Regions from separate parts of the Anser cygnoides genome. Here all the other regions are linked to region 2. Evidence: chromatin contacts called from public Hi-C data. All regions are on one chromosome and are shown on one strand. The core of a region is the stretch at or near the end of the contact, and the rest is flanking DNA. Distances in the headings are between cores, read along the strand shown.

Region 1 (3,356 bases), core at 117-2,616, 560 kb before region 2:
GAGAGGAGCAGAAGCATAGCCTGGCCTGCAGAGTAGTTCATACCATGGCTAGCAGCATGCTTTCACTGCATTTGGCCTCTTTGCCCTATGCCAGAGCTTCACACTCTTCTTTGCCACAAGCACATCAGCTCCTTCTCCAACCAAGAGAGAAAAGGAAGGAGAAAAGAGGCAAATTAGAGATTCCCTAGTCAGCAATCCTTGCAAAAAATATTCTCTTTCAGCCAATGTAAAATGAAACTCTAAAACTTGTAAGATATCAGACCAATAGACTTTTACACTTGTGGAATTTTATAGCATCCATACCGGCACTAATCTCACTATGAATGGTTCAGATGTTTCGGATCATCCAGGCAGTATAACACCAACTGCTGAATTTCAGCCAGAATTTCACCCACATCAATCCCAGTACATTCAGTTCAGCAGATTGCTTGGGCAACACCTTCTTTCAGCTCAGTGAGATCTTTGATATGTATGCAGATGGTTCCTTTCTATTTCCTTTGAGAAGGATGGCTAATGTTGGAGGAAAAGGGAAGACAACAACAACAAAACCGTCTCCCTCAGTGCACCTCCCTCCCCACCCCAGAAAGTCAGCAAGGAATTCTGAGCAATTTGCATCAGAGGCGCTTCCATTTTATGCAAACTGCCATAAAGAGGAAAACACCAGGTGACAGCTCCATACTGGAGATGCTGCAGCCCTCAGTGGGCTTATATAAAAAGCCATAATACACATAAAAGTCTAATGTGCCTTCAAAATTACCTCATCTTTTATTTAGAGGTTATTTCACCCTTGTCTTCCTTTATCGCTCTTTATACGAGTGAAGTGGGGAAGCTGGACAAAATTGAGGCAATTTAGGTTACTAAGTGGAACTAGAGTTTATGGTCAAAGTTAGGCTCTGGAGGAAGAATTCCCCACTGCCACCCCCGCAGCCAACCTAAAGCTCTGCAGTCAGCTTTATTGAGGTGTTTATTCCCAGATCCAGCCCCCACCTTTCACCTGCTGATAAGGTTTGTCTACTAAAAGAGGAAAATACAAACAGAAAGATACGGAGGGCAGCTGGATGAAGGATAAAAATAGCAGCAGGACTTTTTGTAGTAGTGTCCTTTGTACCATTAGAGAAAATCCTGGCAGCATTTCTGTTTCACGGGGTCGGCATCTCCAAGGGGATCTACACACACATGCACGCACACACATGGATACATACACATAGAAAAGAGGCTGTCGGCTGAGTTTTGGGCATGTCAGAGCCATGAGTTAGAAATCAGCTTGAACTACGCAAAGACAACACCCAGGAAAACAGTGGAAAACCCCTCCTGGAGCACAGGGCAATGGAGGATGCAGGAGAGAAGTCAGTTCTTCCGCTCCCAGCTCCGACCTGCTTGGCAGCCTGAACTCACACTGTTTTCCCCTATCTTTTTGTTGTCTCCCCTCCACCCCTCACCTATTTTGAGGCTATTTGGAGCAGACTGTCTCTCTATACAGCACCTGGAAGACTGATTATGATCTCTAGCCTCTACCATAGCATAAATAGTGAGACTCCAGTTGGCTCCAAGGTCCGCATAACTCACCGACTACTGAGAAGTTAAAAGTTCCTACTTGGAAAAAAAAAAAAAAAAAAAGAGCTATTAATTTTAAAATTAGCAGTAGCAGCAGGTCCACAGCTAATATTTTCCTATTTAAAACAGAAACAGTGCCAAAGAGCAAGATGGAGTCATTGAGGAAAAAAAAAATGCCGTTATTATTTTTTTGTCCTCTCTAGAAAATACTTTATATTCCCAGTTAACCCTCTTATGCTTGCTGGTATAAATTATCCCTGAATTTATGGGGATTTAGGCAGCATTTGCACAGAGATTGATTGTCTCCTAACGGTCTGCTGTAACCTTCCCGTGAAGCTGCTAATACTGGGTATCTTCCAATAGATCCCAGTCCCAGGTCTGTAATTCCCACTCTGCTCCAGCATTTCTATTGTATTCTGTTCCTCTGAAGGCATTTTCAAACGACTATTATAACATAATCTGACAATGATATCATTGATGCTCCCCCCTCATCTGGCCAGATTTGGAAAACTCCCTGCAAACTGCTGAGCAAGCAGACTGCTGGCTCCTGTTTCTTGAAGGGATGGAAGAAAAGTGCCAGATCCAAGTATCTAAACTCTGACTTTCAGAAGAACTGAGTTATGCAGTGAATTCAAATTCTGAAAGTTCAGTTCAGACATAATTTAAGTGCAAACTTGTGTTTTCTGGGATACATATAAGTGGCACTAAATCAAATGTTTTCTTAAGTTGACTAAGAATTGATTTAGTTCCTTTAGGTAGATATTCTTTAGTTTGGTTTAGAGGATGACACAAATGTAGCTTAACTCAGTAGTTAATCAATAACATAATTTTGATCCCTAACTAAATGAAGCTTGATAAATATCAGACACTTTTAAATTGTGTTTAATTAGTGTTTATGCATGTATTTGCAGGCTCTGATTCATAAGCTGTGGCAACTCCATGCTGAAGTAACCTAACCTTGTCTTTCTGCTAGAAGTTACTGCCCCATGTCCATTTCAGAGGCAGCAGATAGCCCTCAGACATGCAGGGTCCGTGTGACCTCCTCCTAACGGGAAGCAATCTCCTAAACCTTATCACAATGTCCACCTTCAAAGGGAGTGGTGCCAATGATGTTGAGAGGAGGGGAGAAAGGGATGTGAAAGAGGCAGCTGGGGAGGGGCCCAGCTTTGAATTTCCAACTGTGGGTAAGAGGTGGTTAAGGAACAGCTGATGAGGATGATGAGTGATGCAGAAAGACGTCAGCATGGGGAGAGATAGAAGAGATTGCATCTGTTTCCTTCAGAGACTATGCCAACAAAGATTGACATAGTGGAAACCTATAAAAGAAATGATAATCCAGAGAAGTTATGGCTGCCTACCATGTCTCCCAACACTCAAGCTCAATAGCTCCTAGCAAACCAGAGGCAATTGCACTTAAGCAGATGGATATTTTAAAAGTAAAAACACCTACACAACCCATTCCCAACACATCCCTGGTGACACCAGAAAATGAAGCGCAGCCACAGGCTCCTTCCTGGTCAGCCTTACAGAAGAGGTGACCACGCTCTGGGGAGAAGGAAGGTGCAATTCCCTGAGCACAAGCCATGCCATGCCTCTCATGCTCTGGGCAGCAGCAGGTCCTGGCCTGCTTTCTGCGCTGGCACAGACACGGACAGTCAGATGGAGAAATGAGCCAGAATCCAAATGTGTGAGATCCTTATCAGGATCTAGCATTGTGCTCACCAGGGAAGGAGAATGGGAAGGCAGGAGCCAACCATATGTTGGTGGACATTAGAAATAAACTCTGGGGACATGTTCTTCCT
Region 2 (3,348 bases), core at 225-2,724:
TAGGTTGTCCTTTTGAAGTACAGACAGAGCTTACTGGCAGTGGAGTCTACAGTAGTGACTGCTCTGTGTAATACCAGTTAAGATTTATACTTACGATTTTGTAGAATTATGATTTGAAAAGTTCCCTGCTATTTGAAATATTTCTCAAGTGCTAAATATCTGCTAAGTGGGTGAATGTGAGACAAAACCATTATCAAACATGCATAAAAGGATACTACTGCCTGAGAATTTGCTTTCTCGGCTTTCCATGGCATATTCGGTTTTCACTACTGCAAAGTCAAAAATGCTGTAGCTGCATAATAAAGGTGCTATAAACTCATTCTGCTGGTTCAGGTCTATTCAAAATGTTCTCTCTGCACAAAATTTAATGTTTTGCTGGAAGAGGCATCGTGTGTTCCCCGCAACAGGCATAAAACCATAAAATCAGTATAAATTCTGCACTTTTTCCTTCACTGAGTTCAACAATCATGAACCTGCTCCAAGCAAGATGAGAACTGCTGTTTGTGCTATTCACAATGTGGAACCATGGCATGAGTGGCAACTGAACTTGTCAAATAAATAATGACTTTCAAACAACAGTTAGGATTTCTGTTTCTCCAAGAGGGAATCCAGGGATTCAGTTGAACTCATGACAAGCACAAATGTTAAATATCAACTTGAAGAGTCTGACTAGAAAACAGTTAAGCATGTTGCCCATCTCCATTTCTGAATGTTCATGCTCAAGCACAAAGGGCATTGCTTTTCAGGAGGTTGATGTTCAGTCTACAGATCACAGTTCTAAGAGGTCTCAAGCTGAATCCTCCACACCACAAAGTATAACAACTCTGTTTTGTCTCATAAATGGCAAACAGCACATATATAAGAACTCAAGAAATAAAGGAAATTTTACTCATATGACAGGTTATTCCAAGGATACAATTTTGTTTGTAACTAAAAAGTCTTTATGGCCTTGACTTACTGCTTTTACATATCAAGCTAAACTCTGATCTCTGTTATACCAGGTTCAATCAAGATCACTCTAAGTTCTGTAAACACAATGTACCTTTGTCAATCGATGTATTATCAAAATGTTAAAGTCAAGCACAAACAAAATCTGAATGAGTTCTTTGAATTTGAGATAGACAAAAACAAACAAACAAAAACACATACACACACACAAAGAAAAAAAAAAAACAAAAAACAACAAAAAAAAACCAACTCACTGATAGTTTAAAAAGTAGTGTTGATGTATGAGCTACAAGATGACTTTCTCAAAAAGGTGTTTGGATATTTCAGAAGGAAAAACTTCCAAAGATAAAGATGGATACAGACAGAAAGCACAGAAGGTTTTGGATAACTCCATTGCTTTTTTTTTTCGGCCAGCTAACTCTGTCAGGTTTGCATAGACCTGGCAATCTGCAAAAGCTCTAGTCCCCTACAAAAATCTCCTCACATAAAGGTGTGAGGAGAAGAGATCACAATCACAGAATCACAGAATGGCTGAGGTTGGAAGGAACCTCTGGAAGACATCCTGTCCAACTTCCCTGCTCAAGTGGGACCACCTATAGCAGGTTGCCTAGGACCATGTCCAGATGAGTTTTGAAGATCTTCAAGGAGGGAGACTCCACAGCTGCTCTGGGCAACCTGTTCCCATGCTCCATCACCTACACAGTAAAGATGTACTTCCTGATGTTCACACAGAGCCTCTTGCATTCCAATTTGTGCCCATTGCCTCTTGTCCTGGCACTGGGTACCACTGAAAGGAGTCTGACTCCATCCTCTGCACTCTCCATTCAGATATTTATATACGTTAATAAGATCCTCTCCGAGACTCCTCTAGTCTGAAGTCCCAGACCTCTTGGCCTTTCCTTATAACAGAGGTGTTCCAACACCTTAAACATTTTTGTGGTACTTGAAAATATGAGGTCTGCTAATCTGAGGATTAGCAATGTCTGAACACGCTATCAATGCAGGCTTGTCCCTTAATCCCACATTTCCCATCATTCAAAGTGGAAACCTGAACCTGTGCTTCCATGTTTTATTGGCACAAATTCCCAGTATGTCCTGGTGGTCCAGGATTGCTCTATGGTGTTGCCCAAAGGCAAGCTCTTTCTCATGTCATAGAGCCAGGCTTGAGCAGGACTAAACGCGTTACACTTTGCTTTGTTCTGCAGATAGCCTGAGCAGAGCTCTTCCCAAACAGAGGGGAGGAGCTCTCAGCCTGAATTACAGCCAAAAATGTGGCCAAAAACATAGGTCAGAGGGCTTTGTGTGCTTAACCCAGCTTTCAGGTCCCTTCTTCCCCTTCCAACAGAGATCAGCATGGCATGAGCTCTCCTCTTTTGTTAGTGTCAGGCCATGAAGACAGGGGGAAATTAACCTGTCACAGGCATGGTTAAGAAAGGTCACAAGTTCAGGCAGGACATCTCCTGTCCTTAGTTCTAGGTAGGCCCAGTCTGAGCCATGCTCTTGATCACTAACAAATGTTTAGCCATTTATCACTTTCATTGCAAAGTGGAGGGAATTGCACATGAGAAGGCAGTGAGAATTTCCCGCAGAAAACTTGGATTCAGTTGTTGTTGCTGCTTGTCACTTCCTGATTGCACTGAAAGCACCATTTATTGTTATCCTGCCTGGGTGTCCATGAAAATGATTTGATTCAGGGCCAGCAGTAACCCAGTTCTTTCCCATCCAGCTTTACTTGCCAGAGTCTTAAACTCTGAAGGGCTCTACTGCAGAAATAATCTTGTTAACTCTGAGCTTTCATAAATTTCAAATCAGGGTCCCTAAAATTGTGAGACATGCTTAAAAAAATAAAATATATATATATAAATAAATTATGTCTTATGATAGTAATATTGATCTATTTTGTGTCTTCTCTTTTGTAAGACTGAGGAATGCACTTGATTGATATTTTAAAGCTTTTCTCTGCAACTATGCAGACTGGAAAGAAAGAACATTAAGAGTCTTTTGTACATACATTCCAGCATTTGGAAGATCATACTAAAAAAAAGAAAAAATGTTAATGAAAATTTCTTGTATCATAGAAATTAAAGGATATTTTTTAGTTCCCCTATCTTCTGTAAGGAATTATGTTGCAAATACTTCTTAAAATCATATAATTTAAAAACTAATTTATTTTGTTAAATGAAATTATTCTGAAAAATCTTACTTGCAAGGAGTATCATGGAGACTAACATTTCCATAAGATAGAGAGAAAACAGTGAGCTGGATAACAACGTTGCTGCTGAAACAATCTGAAGAAAACCTACAAGCCAGTTACTAACCACTAGAGGTTTAGAGAGCATGTCTCTATGAGCACACTGTTCTCCATTAGCTGTCAGAGATTTCTTTCATCAGTTTGGGCAA
Region 3 (2,932 bases), core at 371-2,870, 710 kb before region 2:
GCCTTACAAGAGACGTTTAATTGAGATGTTTCATTTAGGACTAAAGTCACTAGAGGCTTCTTCTATAATCAATGGGGCACTATGTGGGGTGATTCGGACATTTGTCAGCCAGAGTTGCTGTGTGGAAAAGCTTCTCTTTCTTGTCAATACATAAATATCTTAGGCACCTGAAGGGCTGAAAGATAGGTAAGATAAATCTGGGCCTCCCTTCTCTCAGAATGTATGGTTAAAAAAAAAACGGTGGGGGGGTGGGGAGGAGCAGGAGGCAGAAAATGTTAAACTTCCTCCCTACAAAAAGAATATGAGGTACAGAGCTTAGGTGACCTACTCAAGGCCAGAAAGCAGGAAACAGATCCAGGTATTGATCATAATTCTTTGAAAGCAGCATCTTAGTTATAAAAAACATCTTACACCTCTGGCAGTGGCCTCAGGATTTTTCCTAACATGAATAAAAATGCTAGAGCTGGAAAATGGTTCCACAAGTAAGTGTTCACTCAATTTATTTCTTTCTTAAAAATGTTGAAAATTATTATATTTTTTTTTAATCTCTTTAATACCTGTTAAATTTCCTTTGAAAGTTCTTAGGAACATTATTTTACTTTTTTTTTCTTCCCAGAGGCTCTCAAATATATTATCACACAAAGGCTAATGTAGCTTTGCTGAAATCTGTTTCTCATCTTCTGTATGTGACAGTTTTGGCCATATGCACAAAGAAGGAAGACTCCCAAAACCAGTCATGTCTCTGGAACAACTGGTGTTGCGTGGCTTATCCCTGCCCTAAACATGACAAAAAGCAAAAATCTTCAAAATTTCCATTACTGATTTCCTTAAACAAATATTTCATATTAATTTATTGAAATTTTGAACTAAAAAGTTATGTTTCAAAGAACAGAAACATTTTATTCAGATAATAACTATTTGGGGTACATCTACATTTTTTCCTAACTATTAAAAGTTTCTTAAAACAACTCAATATCACAAAGTTTTACTTCTGACTTATTTTTTACAAAGGGTAGATACACACAAATAGAAGGATGATTACAGCAGATCAGAGCAAAGGTCTGTCTGATTCAGTATGCAGTCCCTGACAGTGTCAATTTTTCATTTAAAAATGCCAACTACATTGAACAAGAGAACAGAACGGCCAGAGACACAGTTGGCACAGTCTATGCACAACAAATGGATTCAAATATTCATGCATAAAATATGCAACAATCAGTTCCAAAGTTGTAAACAAATACACAGAAAAAAAAAATAGATGGAATAAAATTAATGAAATAAGTTATTTGCTATAAATACTTTGGCTATTTCTTATGGATGTAATTTCTGCCTCAAAGAGAAAACAAAATTATGAACTATATTTATACAACAGAATCTACTTCAGCATTTGACAATAAAAGTTTAAAATTGTATCATGATAGGAAGAACTCCACAGCTTAGCAAAAAAAAAAAAAAAAGCAAACTGTGGAGTTTGGAAACGATTTTGCTGGAGCACACTATCTAGTTTTGTTGCTCACAGTTCAGATAATAAATGTAAAGAAAATGTATGGAGGGTAAAGAGAAGAGCCACCAAAATTCTGTGAAAGTCACAGAAAATGCACTGCTGTGAGGTGCTGAAAGCTTGCCTAGCTGCTTGCTCAGACAGAAGATGAGCTTTGAAAGACCTGACAGGGAAATTTAACCATTGGGAGGCACTCCTAAGTGAAAAGACAGACTAGCTCTTTCTTGGTTTCTTATAGTCAATGCATGCTTTAGCTAAATAAAAAATAGTGAAGTCAGTGCAGAGTTGTGCAATATGGGAAGCCAAGCCAGATGTCACTAATTTGTGACAGTCACTAATAATGTGAGCAGGATAGTTGTTTGCTCAATAAAAATAGTTTAAACAGGCTTCTCCTTGCTGATCAAGAAAACTGGGTATTCAGCATTCAGGCTGCCTAGAATCATGACAGAAAGAGCATTCCATGTGGACAAGCCCATTATTTTTGCATAGGAGAAGGCTTGTTACAGATTTACACTGGAGAAACAAGAGTGCTGTACTGGACTTCCTTCTGCTCTTAAGTAGAACTTCAGCCATAGGTGAATTCACAGCAAACAGGCAGCTGATCACAGGGAACTTTGTTCTGTGTTGACATCAGAACTACTCTTTGTGCCAGTGACCTAGAGAGCAAAGAACTCCACAAGTGGCAAAACTGCCAGATCACTTCACCATAGTACCATTAGAAAAGGCCATGAGCACTCAGACCATTCACGTCTCCAATGATCTGTTTGTCCTTGGAAGGCCAAACATATAACTTGTCCAAATAAACACTGTCCTTTAAAAACAAAAACAAAGTCAAATGAAGCTACACAGTTCTCAGCAAAACTGTTCAGAAAAACATCCATTTCCTCAGTAGCTTTGGTGCTTCTTCTCATCTACTGTTCAGAGAGTACTTCCACCTGTCTGAGAGGGCTTACATTTCCCACCTCATGCATGGTGCACTCAGGACCATGGTTAATGGGGATCTTGGATAGCACTTTTATTCCAGACATACCTGTGGAAACAATCATATGTTGGGGAAAAAAAAAAAGTAATTAAAAATAAAATATTCTGTCCATTAGAAGGAGGAAAGAAGAAAATAAAGGAAATGTAGAAAAGGAATGGGTCACTGAATCACTGAATTAGGGAAAGAGAAGTCTGATTTCACTTTCCAGCTCCATTTCACGTTCAGAGATTTTTAGTACAAAGGAGAACATGACCAACTGAACTTACATAAAGGTCCCATCAAGTGAGGAATCACAACGAGCATAGAATTACTGCAGATTGGAACCTTCAAGAGAGATCTACAGGGAAAATGTGAGTTTTCTGGGAGCTCCACAAAGAAATCCTTAGCTTCTGAGGCTCTGAGGATGTCCTTCTTCAGGTATCTATCTATTCAGGTAGCTCTTTGAGTTT

What was found. Hi-C and Micro-C count contacts between places; a contact is called where the count stands out from the background.
Region 1: a Hi-C map of liver shows a contact between it and region 2, with 4 times the contacts expected there. The contact joins two enhancer-like sites. A contact is called at or near these places in 2 of 7 Hi-C or Micro-C datasets (granulosa cells and liver).
Region 3: a Hi-C map of liver shows a contact between it and region 2, with 2.3 times the contacts expected there. The contact joins two enhancer-like sites. A contact is called at or near these places in 2 of 7 Hi-C or Micro-C datasets (both in liver).

The regions. Positions count from the first base shown.
Region 1 is chr2:153,151,070-153,154,425 of Taihu_goose_T2T_genome, forward strand. No RefSeq gene overlaps it. Among named protein-coding and RNA genes, the nearest start is that of MYC, 19 kb to the right of the region's middle. Within about 2 kb of position 1,367, at least 2 of the 3 cell types and tissues checked have open chromatin away from gene starts, as enhancers often do. A contact at or near this core is called in liver, where this site is marked.
Region 2 is chr2:153,709,352-153,712,699 of Taihu_goose_T2T_genome, forward strand. No RefSeq gene overlaps it. Among named protein-coding and RNA genes, the nearest start is that of CYRIB, 340 kb to the right of the region's middle. Within about 2 kb of position 1,475, at least 1 of the 3 cell types and tissues checked has open chromatin away from gene starts, as enhancers often do. A contact at or near this core is called in liver, where this site is marked.
Region 3 is chr2:153,000,506-153,003,437 of Taihu_goose_T2T_genome, forward strand. No RefSeq gene overlaps it. Among named protein-coding and RNA genes, the nearest start is that of MYC, 170 kb to the right of the region's middle. Within about 2 kb of position 1,621, at least 2 of the 3 cell types and tissues checked have open chromatin away from gene starts, as enhancers often do. A contact at or near this core is called in liver, where this site is marked.